Linked DNA regions of Gasterosteus aculeatus: region 2 is linked to region 1. The links are chromatin contacts, called in public Hi-C maps. All regions are on one chromosome and are shown on one strand. Each heading gives the region's core, a stretch centred on a gene start, on an enhancer-like site or on the middle of the called end of the contact. The rest is flanking DNA. Distances are from core to core; before and after follow the strand shown.

The links. Hi-C and Micro-C count contacts between places; a contact is called where the count stands out from the background.
Region 2: a contact with region 1 is called in a Hi-C map of whole body, with 2.8 times the contacts expected there. The contact joins the promoter of pih1d1 here to the enhancer-like site in region 1. A contact is called at or near these places in 5 of 6 Hi-C or Micro-C datasets (liver, skeletal muscle, tail fin and 1 more).

The regions. Positions count from the first base shown.
Region 1 is chr11:4,916,374-4,923,457 of fGasAcu3.hap1.1, forward strand. It overlaps cpt1a2b (carnitine palmitoyltransferase 1A2b), which reads left to right. Exons shown (of 19, transcript XM_040190830.2): 3 at 474-613; 4 at 4,964-5,141; 5 at 6,210-6,311. Among protein-coding and RNA genes, the nearest start is that of cpt1a2b, 7.2 kb to the left of the region's middle. Within about 2 kb of position 4,653, at least 3 of the 9 cell types and tissues checked have open chromatin away from gene starts, as enhancers often do. A contact at or near this core is called in liver, where this site is marked.
Region 2 is chr11:4,966,050-4,973,133 of fGasAcu3.hap1.1, forward strand. It overlaps pih1d1 (PIH1 domain containing 1), which reads left to right and starts at 3,772. Exons shown (of 11, transcript XM_040191829.2): 1 at 3,772-3,874; 2 at 4,521-4,658; 3 at 5,684-5,741; 4 at 5,842-6,030. The coding sequence starts at 4,578.

The sequences.
Region 1 (7,084 bases), core at 3,403-5,902:
CCGGATTCGCTACTATTTACCTGCGCTAGTAACGTATTTCGCAAGCATCACCAAGCATTTCTTTCACGTTTAGAATTGTCCACTCATTGCTGTGCACGGCAGTTCCCTCACTTGTGGACAGAGAGCGCAACTACGAGCCTCTCTTGACATGTACCGGCCTGCATTTCTGCCCCTCCTAGAGTGACTGAGACATAGCTGTTAGTGTGTATGCGTGCGTCCTCCCTTCACTGCTCCTGCCAGTTCCTACAAGTGTGTGCTGTGAGGCCACACATGTACCCTTACAAAATGCATTTTAAAATCCACAATGTTCTATACGTTTTGGGGATGGTATATATGGTTTGGGGAAGAAATGTTAACTACATGAAGGTAAACGTAGAGAGTTAATGCTTGGATAATCCTGGGGGTCTTTCTAGAATGAGCCTTGTTATCGGCTGTAAAAGATTGCCTTTTTGTTTCTTTTTCCGTGGTAACAGAACCGGGTGATCAAGGGAGTGTACCCAGCCAGTCCTTCCTCCTGGCTCTTTGTCGTCATAGCGATCCTGGCTACCATGTACATGCGCTCGGATCCCAGCATGGGGCTCATCAAGATGATACAGCAACACCTGCCACTGAGGTAAACTGGAACCTCTGCTTTTTACCTTCTTAAAGCAATACATGAGTTTTTGTAAAGTGGGGCTAAACATGTTACTGTCCTGTTTTTTTAGCCACCTAAAAAATCAATAACTCTTAATAATACTCGTAATAAAGTTTACGCTCTTCGTATTATTTGTCAGACAGCCCTTTCTGAGGGGAGCTGAAACCGCTCTCTTTTGCTTTCCCCAAAAGACCAAAGTTCATATTAATCAAAGACACCCAGTAATGCCTGAGTCTGGTGGTTTGGAAGAGAGAATAGATTCAGGCCTCAGAGCTCCATCTGAGGGCTGTCTGGCAAATTAAAATACTAAATATAGCAATAAGTTTAAGCTGATAGTTTTTTTTCCTGCTGTCTACTTTTCTTAACTTGGCGTGCTGACTAACATTTACTGTAGCTAATACAATAACTAAACTAACCCATAGCATTTTATTTTATTCCTCTTGCACTATGTTGTCTTGTCTGTCTTGTTGTCCATTGTCATACTGTCTTCTGCTAGGCACCAGTCGCCAAGTCAAGTTCCTAGTATGTCTGACATATTTTGGTAATAAATGTTTCCTGATGAATAAGTACTTCGCACAAAGCCAATTCAAGATACCCATAGTATGGCTTTTTAAGGTAGATGGGACGGTTGATCATTTCCCTTTTTGCATACAAGTTGTAGCAGTCTGCCCGCGGGTGCGAGCACCATGTTCACGGACATAAGGGCACAAGGGCGCCCCCTGATATAATGGTAGGGGAAACACTGAACGCCCTCTGCTTTTCTTGTGCAAGAGGAGCAGAGGGCGTCTTTGAAGCAGAGGGCGTTGGTGTTAACAAAAGCATTTCTGCACAATGGATACAGATAAGAAATAACACGTGAATGTTCACGGATCCTATCACATACTTATTTTACATGGATGTCATCACATTCTTGCTGTTAAATTTCAATTACATTTATTTTGCACAGCCCAAAATCACAAGATTTTTAATCTGTACACAAAATCACCTTAAGTAGAGCTGCAGAGGAGGGATCCCACTTCCAGGATGGCCAGAAGTGTGATGGAAGATGGATGAAGAGATATTAAGAATGAACAAGATAAAGGATTCACAATGTCTTGCATGCATATCATTATAATTATTTATATGTATATATTATTTTATATTATATGAGTAATACGCAGAATAATGATGGACAAATGGCTAGTCCTAATATATACAGCAGCAGTGGATATAGTAGCATGATTATATCTCCAGTAGGTAAATTACTTCTGGTCTGGTGGACCTCCGACTCAATAATTGCTGCCAGCTTTAAGTGACGGCTCAACTTACAAATTCCAGTCAGTCTCGTTCTGATGAGGAACTGCAGGGAACCAGGGTCAGCTGAAAACAAACATTACTTTGAAGCACACAAAACATTCAAGGGTGTGGCACCTGCAACTTGAACTTTCCCACACTTCCCTACTACACCGCTCACTAAACATAGTTAGTTAGCGACAACACCACTTCCACAATACGCACACACACGCACATGCAAACAAAGGAAGTTGTGCACACTGCAAACTCGCGTTGCAGTTTGAGGCCGCTGAAAATAACAGCTTGTCCATATGTATTTCCATACGACTGAGTTATTTCATTGTTAATTGATGTAAATCATCACCACCGTATAAGGAAATATGAAACCAAATAGTTTTGTTTTAAAACTGTTGTGCACCAATGTGACTCTTTCAGTCCTGATAGTGATCCATGCTTTAGGTTCTGGCCGATTATAAGTACCGATAAGATACCCAGATAAAGTCAATAAGCCATAAGTGACTGGGATCTTTCAGCCACGTGTAAACCACGTCAGAGTTTGAGTTGAATATAGCCTTCCTAGCTGTGCACAACCAAAGTGTAACAAGTGAATAGACCTACGCTGAATACACTACAGTCTCTGAGCATTACTGAACTAAGAGCATCATGAAGACCAAAGAGCTCATCAACAGATCAGGGATCAAGTTGTAGCTACGTATGAAGTATGCTTATGTAAAAATATCCCAAGCTTTGCACATGTCACAAAGCACATTAAACTCCACCATCCATTAATGGAAAGAATATGGCACGACCACAAACCTACCAAGAGAAGGCCGATCACACAAACTGACAAGCCAGACAAGGAGAAAGTTAATCAGAGAAGCTACCAAGAGGTCCATGGTGACTCTGGAGGAGCTGCAAAGATCCACAGCTGAGAATCATCCCAGAGGACACAGCCGTGTACTCCACACATCTGGCCGCTGTTGAAAGTAAACCATAAGAAATCCTGTTTGGAGTTTGCACAAGCCATGTGGGAGACACGGCACACATGTGGAAGAAGGTGCTCTGGACAGATGAGACCAAAATGGAACTTTTTGGCCTCAATGTGGGGTGGAAACACTGCCCATCACCCTGAGCACACCATCCCAACAGTGGCACATGGTGGTGGCATCATGCTGTGAGGATGCTTCTCTTCAGCAGCTACAGGGAAACTACTCAGAACTGAGGGAACGATGGATGGAGCCAAACACTGTGCAGTCCTTGAAGGAAATATGATGCAGTCTGCAAAAGACTTGAGACTGGCAGAGGTTCATCTTCCAGCAGGACAATGACCCGAAACCTACAGCCAGCGGTACAATGGAATGGTTTGAATCAAAGCATGTTAATGTTTTAAAATGGCCCAGTTAAAACCAGACCTCAAATCCAACTGGGAATCAATGGCAAGATTTAAAAACCGCTGTCCACAGACTGTATCCAATCTGACTTGAAGACAAACGTTTCGATCTCCTAGATGGAGACATACCCCCAAAGACTTGCAGCTGTACTTATTTGCTGCAATTTTATAGCCGGGAGAGAGTTTTTTTATTATCCCACAATCCACCCGTGAAACAGGGCAACTTTTTGCTGTTTTCCTTTGAACTGGAACGCTTTTAGTTGGAGGAAACGGTTCTCCCCGGCGTTTGCAGCAGACAAAGGCATTAAACAGCAAACCTCAGCGCATCCACCGCTCCGTGTTCCTCTAAAAACCTGGCTTGGTGAGCTCCTCCTGGACATCAGACTACATCTCCCGGGCCTCCAACTCTGTCAGTGGATATTTGGGAACCCATCCAGCACCCGGACTGTCTGCCCTGGTTGACTCTGCCTCAGCAGCTGCTGATTGTGGTTCACCCTCATTTCCCAGTCTGGTCTCCGCACCTCCATTCCTGCTCGGATCGGCCAGCAAGTCGGCCGTCCATCCCAAAACTGGTCCGTTTTTCGACACCAGGACAGGGAGCATCACTGCACACCCATCAAAGCCTGGACACAACCAGCTCCATCCCCTCCCCTCTGGGAGGCGCTGCAGAGCCATGCTCTCCAACCCTGGTATTCATACGTGAACATGTCCAATAGAGCTTGTCCTGATAACTATAGAACTTCCTTTTTTATAGACTGGCCCCATTGTCACCAATACCTGCCTCTGTAATGGCCAAATATTGATGGATCTCAATTTCTCAATGATTTTATTACATTCTTGATACATTTGATCATACGCTGCCCAGCCAAATAAAAGCGAATGAGGTCAGCTGACTACCTGAATATACTGAATGACCAGGTTATTCCATCAATGGATTTTTTCTTCCCTGATGGCACGGGCATATTCCAAGACGATGCCAGGGTTCATCGGGCTCAAACTGTGAAAGCGCAGTTCAGGGAGCACAAGACATCATTTCCACACATGGATTGGCCACCAGAGTCCAGACCTTCACCCCATTGAGAATCTTCGGGATGTGCCGGAGGAGGCTTTTTGCTCCCATCATCAATACAAGATCTGGATGGAAATAAATCTTGTGACCTTGCAGAAGCTTATCAAAAAACAATGCCAGTGAGTGTGTGACTTGTTTTGGCCGGGCAGTGTATAATTAAACTCTGTATGTTTTATTTTCCCTTCATGTGATTCAGAAAAATAAATAAAATGATCTTCCTTGTCTAACCAGCAGAGGATGCTGTTGCACTGTGATATGTGATATGAGGGATGTGGATGGAGCTAGAACTTTTCCCACCCTTAGTTGAAAATCCTGAATTCATGAGCATTGCAAGATTATTTTCCACAGATCTGTAATCTGCCCTCTGCCGGCAGTAATGGTGCACGCTTTAGACGGATCACAGTCCTGTCTGTGGTACTTTTTAAAGTCAGTTTTTTGGAGACTACCTTTTACAAAGTTTTTTTTTTTCATATAGAAAACGCCTGGCTTGTAATTTTAGAATTGTTTTATTGCTATTTTCCCTCCTGATTTTTGTTGTGTTTTGTTTTATGCATTTTTGCTACTTTGGGCAGCTGGTAATCGTTCTCTCCCCCTGCAGCCTCCACGTGTCTCTCAGCACCCAGGGTCAGACCATGCTGTCGGTGCTGGTCTTCAGCACCCTGCTGTGGCTCTCCCTCATCCTGGCGCTCCGGTTCTGCCTCAAGCTGCTCCTCTCCTACCACCAGTGGATGTTTGAGCAGCACGGCCGGGTCTCCAACACCACCAAAGTCTGGGTGGTAAGCAGCGCCTCTTCACGGTTCTCACAGATCATCAGTGTTTGCTCTAAACAGTTGAAAGATTTATAAAATAAGTAAATAGGAACGTGGCTGAATTACATACAAGTTACTGCTCAGAGGTCTGAATGAGGTCAGAGCGTTCTACTTTAGAGAACATTACTCCAACAGGCGATCTGAACCTGCTTAGAACCGGTCACTCCAACAACTACAAGAGGGTCTTTGACACTTGGTCACACTTGGTCGATGACACTTCCGCACTTGAAACACGAGATTTAGCATTATGAAATATCCATGAGATTAATTGGGACACTGACCGATTCTCTTTATCGGTTTAAAAACACAAAGTATGCTGAAGAGGTTAAGAGGTCACAGACTCTATGGGAACATCGTACGGCTTGAACTAACACTGTGACTAAGACGGATCTTTATTTAAGTTTTTCCAGCACATCTTTTTGTTCTGTCGGACGTTGGCCCTAATTGTATTCTGTAACCATTCTACCCAAATACTTCAGATCTGATTTATAATAATAAAGTGGAGCAGGTTTCGTTTTGAATTCTGTTTGCTTGGGAGAATCCTGTATTAGTTGAACTTTGATTTGGACAAACTTTACAGCATTTAAAGGATACATTGAAGGTAATAAAAGTAAATGGAGCACTCCAGAACGTCCTGAACGTTGATGAGGAGTCTCCCACCCAAAGTTATTAAACTTGGAATGATTAACTTACCTCTTTGATTTAATCGTTTGTTTGCTCAAATACCTCAGTCGGGGCTGTGCACACAATGTTTGTTTGTTTCTTTGTTTGTTTTTCTGCTCAAGGCAAAGAACCCCCCCTCCCACGGCACCATGTATTATTCATAGCGAATTATTCCACAATTCCTCCTGTTTCCCGTCGTCCTGGCTGGTGGCTCGAAGAGATTCGCCAGCCGGCAAAAATGGTTAATTTAAGCCGCATTTGTGGAGAGCAGTTACCTTTAGAATCGCAGTCTGTCTCAGCACGCACGCACACACACACTCACAGACCAAAAACGACATAACGCACTATAATAATGATGATTTCCTGTCTCAGACTCTGCTGAGGTTGCTGTCTAGCAGGAAGCCTCTACTGTACAGCTACCAGACCTCACTGCCTCATCTGCCTGTTCCACCAATCAAAGACACCGTGAGCCGGGTGAGCAACACACACACACACACACACACGTGGACAGTCTTGTACACAGGGTGTACAAGACTGTCTTGTACACCATTTACCCAAAATGTACACCATTTTTGAGGGAAAATGTTTATTGTCCAACATATATTCATGTTATAATCTGTTTTAGAGAAATTGGGTAAGTAGGGATGTAACTATTAATATATCAGCTTCTCCCTTCCCTCTGTTAACAGGATAACAAGATATAAAAAGACAGGAGTCTTCATGATACTGGGAAAGGAAAAAAGGTTGAGGACAAGATAATGTAGAGACGGCAGCTGCAGCTCTCGTGTTTGTGTGTAAACGCGTGGGGACAGAACGGAAGGGCCAGCAAGATAGTCAGTTAGTTTAATAGCCAGTTAGTTTAGCAACAACCAGATAGAGGGGCGAGTGAAGGACAAGGAGGAGAACAGTGCGACGACAACAGGAGAAGAGTTACGTAGTTAGGATTAAAGGGGAGGGCTTCACTCAATCCAACCGCGTTGGTGTTAGTGAGCTCGATTTATTTGGGTGTTCCAGTAAATCTCTGTGAATCAACTTCATCCAGATCTCCAGTGTGTTCTATGGCTGTGTGTTACTGAAAGTCCCCAGTCTCTGATGAGGTCCTCATTTTGAGTCTGATGGATAAAGTCCAGTGAGTTAGAGGATACTTAGGAAATAGTGACAAGTACTTAATAATGAATCCACAGCAATACAGTACAGTGGTCTCGTTGGAGAAATTGAGCCCAGAAGCAAACTGTGGTTGATGTTTC
Region 2 (7,084 bases), core at 2,522-5,021, 49 kb after region 1:
AGGCAAATCTGAGTTTTCTTCCTCAGCTTTAGTGTTGACAACAAATAGTTCTGCTCTGAAACTTGACGCAAAACTATGAACGGGCCATGAAATTTGGCTTGAAATGATAAACTAATAAGTGGCAACAAAGCAAGAATCTGATCACCAGGACTGAACTGGTGGAGCTCAGCATTTCAGTCATAAAGGCGCTTCATTTTCGTCTGTGTAGAAGCTAACCCCTCCTTAGCCAGAAGGCTGCCACGTACAACCGATTCCGGAATCCAAAAAAAAAAAAAAATCTATTAATATAGTCGATTCAATTCTTGGGGGGGTTCAGGCTGTGCAACGGGATCATGCAGCAAAATTAGTGGCCTGCGTACTGTATGCCCAAACACAAGCTCATGCGGGCTGAACCCAGTGCTCTCCTGCACATCCTCTCTAGCAGCCAACAGCAACCAAGGAAGCCCCTCCTCACAGTCCTGCTCTAGCTCACGAGACTTTACAGTTTGATGAAACCTCTCCTTTGCCCCTCGGCTGTGAGCATGGTATGCAGACGCTTGGTTATGTTTTACCTGGAGCTGCTTCAAGACTTGGATAAACAAATGGGAGGGAAAATTGGCGGCATCCATTTTCTTACCAACAAATTATCCACCCTCAAGAGCACTTTATTGAACAGCTCTCCAAGTGCAGGATTGGCCCATTGCTCTGCCGATGATTGCCATACAATCATCCCGAGGCCGGAACTTACCGGGGTGCGTCAACACATATTCATCAGCCAGAGTGGCTGCTTCTGCAGCTGTTTTAACTTTACGTTCACTTATATACGTAGATATGTGCCTGTGAACAGAGTCTTTAAATTTCTCCAGAACCATCAAATCACACAATGCCTCATACGAATGGACCTCCAGTGATGTACACCAGCGGGTGAAGTGAGTGGTCAACTCCCTGGCAAACTCCACGTATGTCTTCCTCCCAGACTTCTCCCAAGATCTAAACCTCTGGCGGTATGCCTCAGGCACCAACTCATAGGCTTGCAATACTGCTGCTTTGACAGATACATACACTCTACTTTCCGCTACACTGAGAGCAGAATACGCTTGTTGCGCCTTACCGGTGAGAATGCACTGTAAAAGTAACGTGCGATCAGCATCTGACCAGTTTCTACTCACTGCCAGACGTTCAAACAGCAAAAAAAAAAAATGTATCCGGGTCTTGTTCACAAAATGGAGGAACCAAGTTCAGATTAACCGTAACATAAAAAACATGTGAAGGCCCAGCAGAGCCAACGGAGACCTGCGCCAAGCCACCGCCATCCCGAACACTCAATCTGCGCTCTTCCAGTTCCATTTTTTTAATTTCCATTTTTAACAATAGGAACTCTTTGTGTTGTTCAAGTGTTAACTCTGTCACCGCCGCTCCACTAGAGGCAGTTGCATCAAATATGCCCGAAGCGGAATCAACAGCCTGCAGTTTTGGCCGGAGAACACCCACTTCTAACAGGTTTTTCCTTTTTTCATGTTTGAAAAGTATGCACATTAACCCGTAAGCCCGGTAAAGCCACCATATACTGGCAACCCCCCTGAAACCTCGGACGTGCTCCCGAGACAACTGCTCGAACCACTTTCGCGACCACACTAATCAAGCAAACAAACTCCAAGGGAATCCGTTCTTCAGCCTAACAGGGACAGAACAGCAAATAATTCACAATGTACAGGGCACTTTACTCACACCATGGCCAAACAGCAAACCTACACAGGATTATCCTATGTTTCTATTTAGTATGTGTGATTCCAGCCTATGAAACAGTTCTATTGCAAAAATGTAAAAGCCATGGGTTAAAAATGCAATGTAAGTTGCTTTAGATAAGTGTCAGCTAAATTACCTGTATTGTAAAAACAGCCAAAGCCAAAAACAAATAAAATGTGCAATCACTTATAAAGCAAATTAAAAAAAAGAACTAATATTTGTCAAAAATAGCTTATTGTCCTTGAGCAAGACACTGAAGCCCCAGTGCTTCACAGCAGCACATTGCTCCTTATTTACTAAGGACGGGTAAAATGCAGAGATTAATTTCCCCATGTGGGATTAATACAAGAATATAAATAAAATAATAATAATAATTATAAAAAATAAATAAATAAGAACAAATAAAATAATCTACATTTCCCCTCGCGCCCCATCTGTAATCCCTCCGTCCCTTTAAGTTAATCAGAGTAAACAGGACGTGGAATATAGACCAAGGGTTCATATAAACAAGGAGGGAATATGATATGCTGCAACAACACATCGTGATTGTAAATCACTTATAAATCAGTTGCCAACAAGCCCTTTGTAGTTTGTTATCCTATTTGGTATGTTTGAATCACTTTCTTGTCCTGTCCTCTGCTATGACACTTAAGCATTCATCTCACAAACTTTTCTTTTTATGTTGAATATGTAATAAAATGGATACGTGAACTTGTATAGATTGCCTCAGGCACCAACTCATAGGCTTGCAATACTGCTGCTTTGACAGATACATACACTCTACTTTCCGCTACACTGAGAGCAGAATACGCTTGTTGCGCCTTACCGGTGAGAATGCACTGTAAAAGTAACGTGCGATCAGCATCTGACCAGTTTCTACTCACTGCCAGACGTTCAAACGGCAAAAAAAAAAAAAATGTATCCGGGTCTTGTTCACAAAATGGAGGAACCAAGTTCAGATTAACCGTAACATAAAAAACATGTGAAGGCCCAGCAGAGCCAACGGAGACCTGCGCCAAGCCACCGCCATCCCGAACACTCAATCTGCGCTCTTCCAGTTCTAATTTTTTTAATTTCCATTTTTAACAATAGGAACTCTTTGTGTTGTTCAAGTGTTAACTCTGTCACCGCCGCTCCACTAGAGGCAGTTGCATCAAATATGCCCGAAGCGGAATCAACAGCCTGCAGTTTTGGCCGGAGAACACCCACTTCTAACAGGTTTTTCCTTTTTTCATGTTTGAAAAGTATGCACTTTAACCCGTAGGCCCGGTAAAGCCACCATATACTGGCAACCCCCCTGAAACCTCGGACGTGCTCCAGAGACAACTGCTCGAACCACTTTTGTGACCACACTAATCAAGCAAACAAACTCCAAGGGAATCCGGTCTTCAGCCTAACAGGGACAGAACAGCAAATAATTCACAATGTACAGGGCACTTTACTCACACCATGGCCGAACAGCAAACCTACACAGGATTATCCTATGTTTCTATTTAGTATGTGTGATTCCAGCCTATGAAACAGTTCTATTGAAAAAATGTAAAAGCCATGGGTTAAAAATGCAATGTAAGTTGCTTTAGATAAGTGTCAGCTAAATTACCTGTAATGTAATGTACACCCTCAAACGTCTCCCCAAACCAAAACATCATGAAAAACCTTAGTCATACCATGTGGTACGCAGCCAGTTACGCTACAATTGCTACTCCAGCTGCACTCCAGTGTCCCACCGGATCACCAAGGAATGCCACAAGAATTGCTACTCCAGCTGCACTCCAGTGTCCCACCGGATCACCAAGGAATGGATGGGCCCCCATATGTCACAGTCCGGCTCAGGGACTGCCGCGATGTCCTGCTAGAGCCAGCAGGTCTTCCTCTCAGCAACCCGGGGTTTCTGGATGAGATCTTTTAAGGAGCCAGGTGTGGCTCATCCAGGTGACGACCCTCCAATGAGCAGCTGTAACAACAATCACAACCACAAGCCGACCTGGTGCGTGGGAGGGTCGTCACGGTTCTCTTAGTTAAGAAAAGCATGTGAGCATTTACTGTGTCCGCTGATGATGGCGCTTTTATTTTGTAGGTTGCGTAACGGAAGTGTTGTCGCGTCACGCAGCAGCCTCCACGTCTCCCTGTAGCAGCACGGCGGCAAAAGGTAAACACGCTGATATTCTCTCGTGAAATAAACACACGGGACACACGCACGCACACACACACACACACACATCTAAGAGGGCTTATTTAATAAAAGGAAACAAATAACTTAGTCGGCTAGTTTCCCCTACCAGCCAGCTGAAAGTAACCGTGCCGTCTTAACGTTAAGTTAGTTATTAATTATTTCACTGTATTTCACGACCCCCTTTCCTCATACTTGAGCAAAGACTCTTAAACGGTGGCTGGCTTTGCATCAGACTTTGGACCGGTGTCTCCTAACGAGCAGCCCTGCATTCATCTTAACCAGTGTGCTGCTAGCATCAGTGTGCTAACCGCTAGCTCGGGCTTTGTTAGCTAACGTCAACACTAGGTATCAATACGTCTGAAATACCCATTTCAGCTTGCCCAATGAAGGCTGATATAATGTTTGGTTTCTATGAGGGAAATGATTCTTGGGAACAAACTAAATCCCTTTACCCACCTTTTAGTGCCGTCATATTGTAAGACATGTAACTTTTATGAAGTTCTCTGCATATTTTTCGACTGAAGAGAAACCACAAACAAATCCAAACATAAACAAAGAGGAGGGGAAATTCCACAGGAAACGGGCTATTAAATCATTAAAATGTTAATGATTTTTCTTACAGGAAAATAAGAGGCCTTTAACTCCGTTGTGCAGTTTGGGCTTTTGTTAGGCCGTAGCCATGACGACGGACTCCTCGCTCCTCAACTCCGAGCTGGAGCTTCAGCAGGAAGAGGAGCTTTACCAGCAGCTGCTGCTGCAGGTAATATTGCTTTAAAAAAAATGAGCTGTGAAACTTTGGCCATCAATGTGTCAAATGATAAAACATTATACATCAGTTGTTCGTGTGAGGAAGGGCTCATTTACTTTCTTCTTTCTCATAACTCTTTTTGAGAGGAGCAATCCACACTGATGTGGGTTGTTATTTCTTAATTTCAAACGTGACAACGGGTTGTTTTAAAAGAAGCTGTGCTCATGTTGGGAAGCATATTTATTTGCGTTAGATCAGTGGTTCTCAAACTTCTTCCTCCAAAGTGGGCTTTGGAAGAAAAATGTTCGGGCCCCAACAAAAATTTAACAAAATGGTCCATGCTGAATTTTTATTGAAATAAGGACATTTTGTGACTCTGTGTGTGTGCTTTTATTAACTCTTAATAATAGAATAAAGAAAATGTAAGTCACTTTCATTTAAACCAGATTGCTCCATCAGCCAAAAACAAATAAAATGTGCAATCACTTATAAAGCAAATTAAAAAAAAGAACTAATATTTGTCAAAAATAGCTTATTGTCCTTGAGCAAGACACTGAAGTCCCAGTGCTTCACAGCAGCACACTGCTCCTTATTTACTAAGGACGGGTAAAATGCAGAGATTAATTTCCCCATGTGGGATTAATACAAGATTATAAATAAAATAATAATTATAAAAAATAAATAAATAAGAACAAATAAAATAATCTACATTTCCCCTCGCGCCCCATCTGTAATACCTCCGTCCCTTTAAGTTAATCAGAGTAAACAGGACGTGGAATATAGACCGAGCGTTCATATAAACAAGGAGGGAATATGATATGCTGCAACAACACATCGTGATTGTAAATCACTTATAAATCAGTTGCCAACAAGCCCTTTGTAGTTTGTTATCCTATTTGGTATGCTTGAATCACTTTCTTGTCCTGTCCTCTGCTATGACACTTAAGCATTCATCTCACAAACTTTTCTTTTTATGTTGTTGAATATGTAATAAAATGGATACGTGAACTTGTATAGATTGCTGTCTGTGTATTTAGACAATGGGAAAGATGCAGACTGACAATCCAGACTCCAAAGTAATCCGACCACAGCCGGGTACGTGCCTCCTCACTACGAGTTCTACCAAAATACTCAACTTTGGAAGTTTGTTTATGTAAAGGATTTTTTGTGCATGTTTATTTTTCCCCTCTCTCAGGCATGTGTGTGAAGACTCTTTCGGAGCCAAGCAAGCAGAAGGTCTTCATCAACATTTGTCAGTCGAATGCAGTACCGCTGCCTCCGGAAATCTCCAGAGAGGAGCTGGTGCAGCTGCTCCAATCGGAAGATCCCAGCGGCTACAGGGTACCCATGAGCATCGGCGAGCCCCACACAGAAATAGACAACAGTATGTGACCCGAGAGCTTTATTTTTCTCTCTTTTCTTCTCTTTGCTGCGATTTAATTTAATTGCCTCCAAGTGTCTCTCTACGTGGAGGCAGCTCGACGGCGGCTAGCTATTGGTGCAATTAACGGCTGGCGGCTGAAGGCGGCGTGGGTCGGGACGACGTTATGAGCTGTAGCAAGCTTCGGGACTTTTTTGTCTGTTTGCAGAAGACAAGACAATTATTCGTCATAAAATGTAATTTAAAAGCCAATGCCCAGCTGATTTCATTGGACAAACTGCAAAACATAGAGTAACAGATATAAATAGCGAGTTGAAGACTTTCCGCAGTAAATGACACCGCTAGCCGCGAAGTGAGTCTGCCTTCACGTCTGTTGGCAGGCTGAAGCAGACCGCTTCGGACAAGTTTGAACCTAGGATTTCAGTGGGAACCTGAATAAACCCCAGACCAGCTGTGTGCTGCGTGTGAGAGAGAGATGAACGAAAGAAAGAAAGATCAGGGCCATTCCTTTGGTCCTCCACAAGACGGTCTCCCCACTGTGTTGGGATTGCGTCATTGTGGCTCAACGTCATCGATCACAGATCCGCGGCTGGGTTTTTTAGTTTTTTAGGGAACAATTTGCTTTGGCGGCCTATTTCCAAAATTCCCACTCAGCCCGGCACTTTGTGCTCATTGCTTCTGGTATGCAGACCCTTTACTGTGATAACCGGAGGTGAAAAGTTCCTTCATGGTCCGAGGACTTTCCCTGCAACCGGGCAGCATTTCAAATCAAGACTTTTTTTTTTTTTAATCTTTTATTTTTATCTCTAATGTGAATCACAACCCACAGGCAATGCAAATTGCTTTGACGTCCCGCTAGTCCATCCATTTTCAACCGCTTATCCGGGGTCGGGTCGCGGGGGCAACAGCTCCAGCAGGGGACCCCAAACTTCCCTTTTCCGGGCCACATCTACCAGCTCTGACTGGGGGATCCCAAGGCGTTCCCAGGCCAGTCCAGAGATATAATCTCTCCACCTAGTCCTGGGTCTCCCCCGGGGCCTCTTCCCAGCTGGTCGTG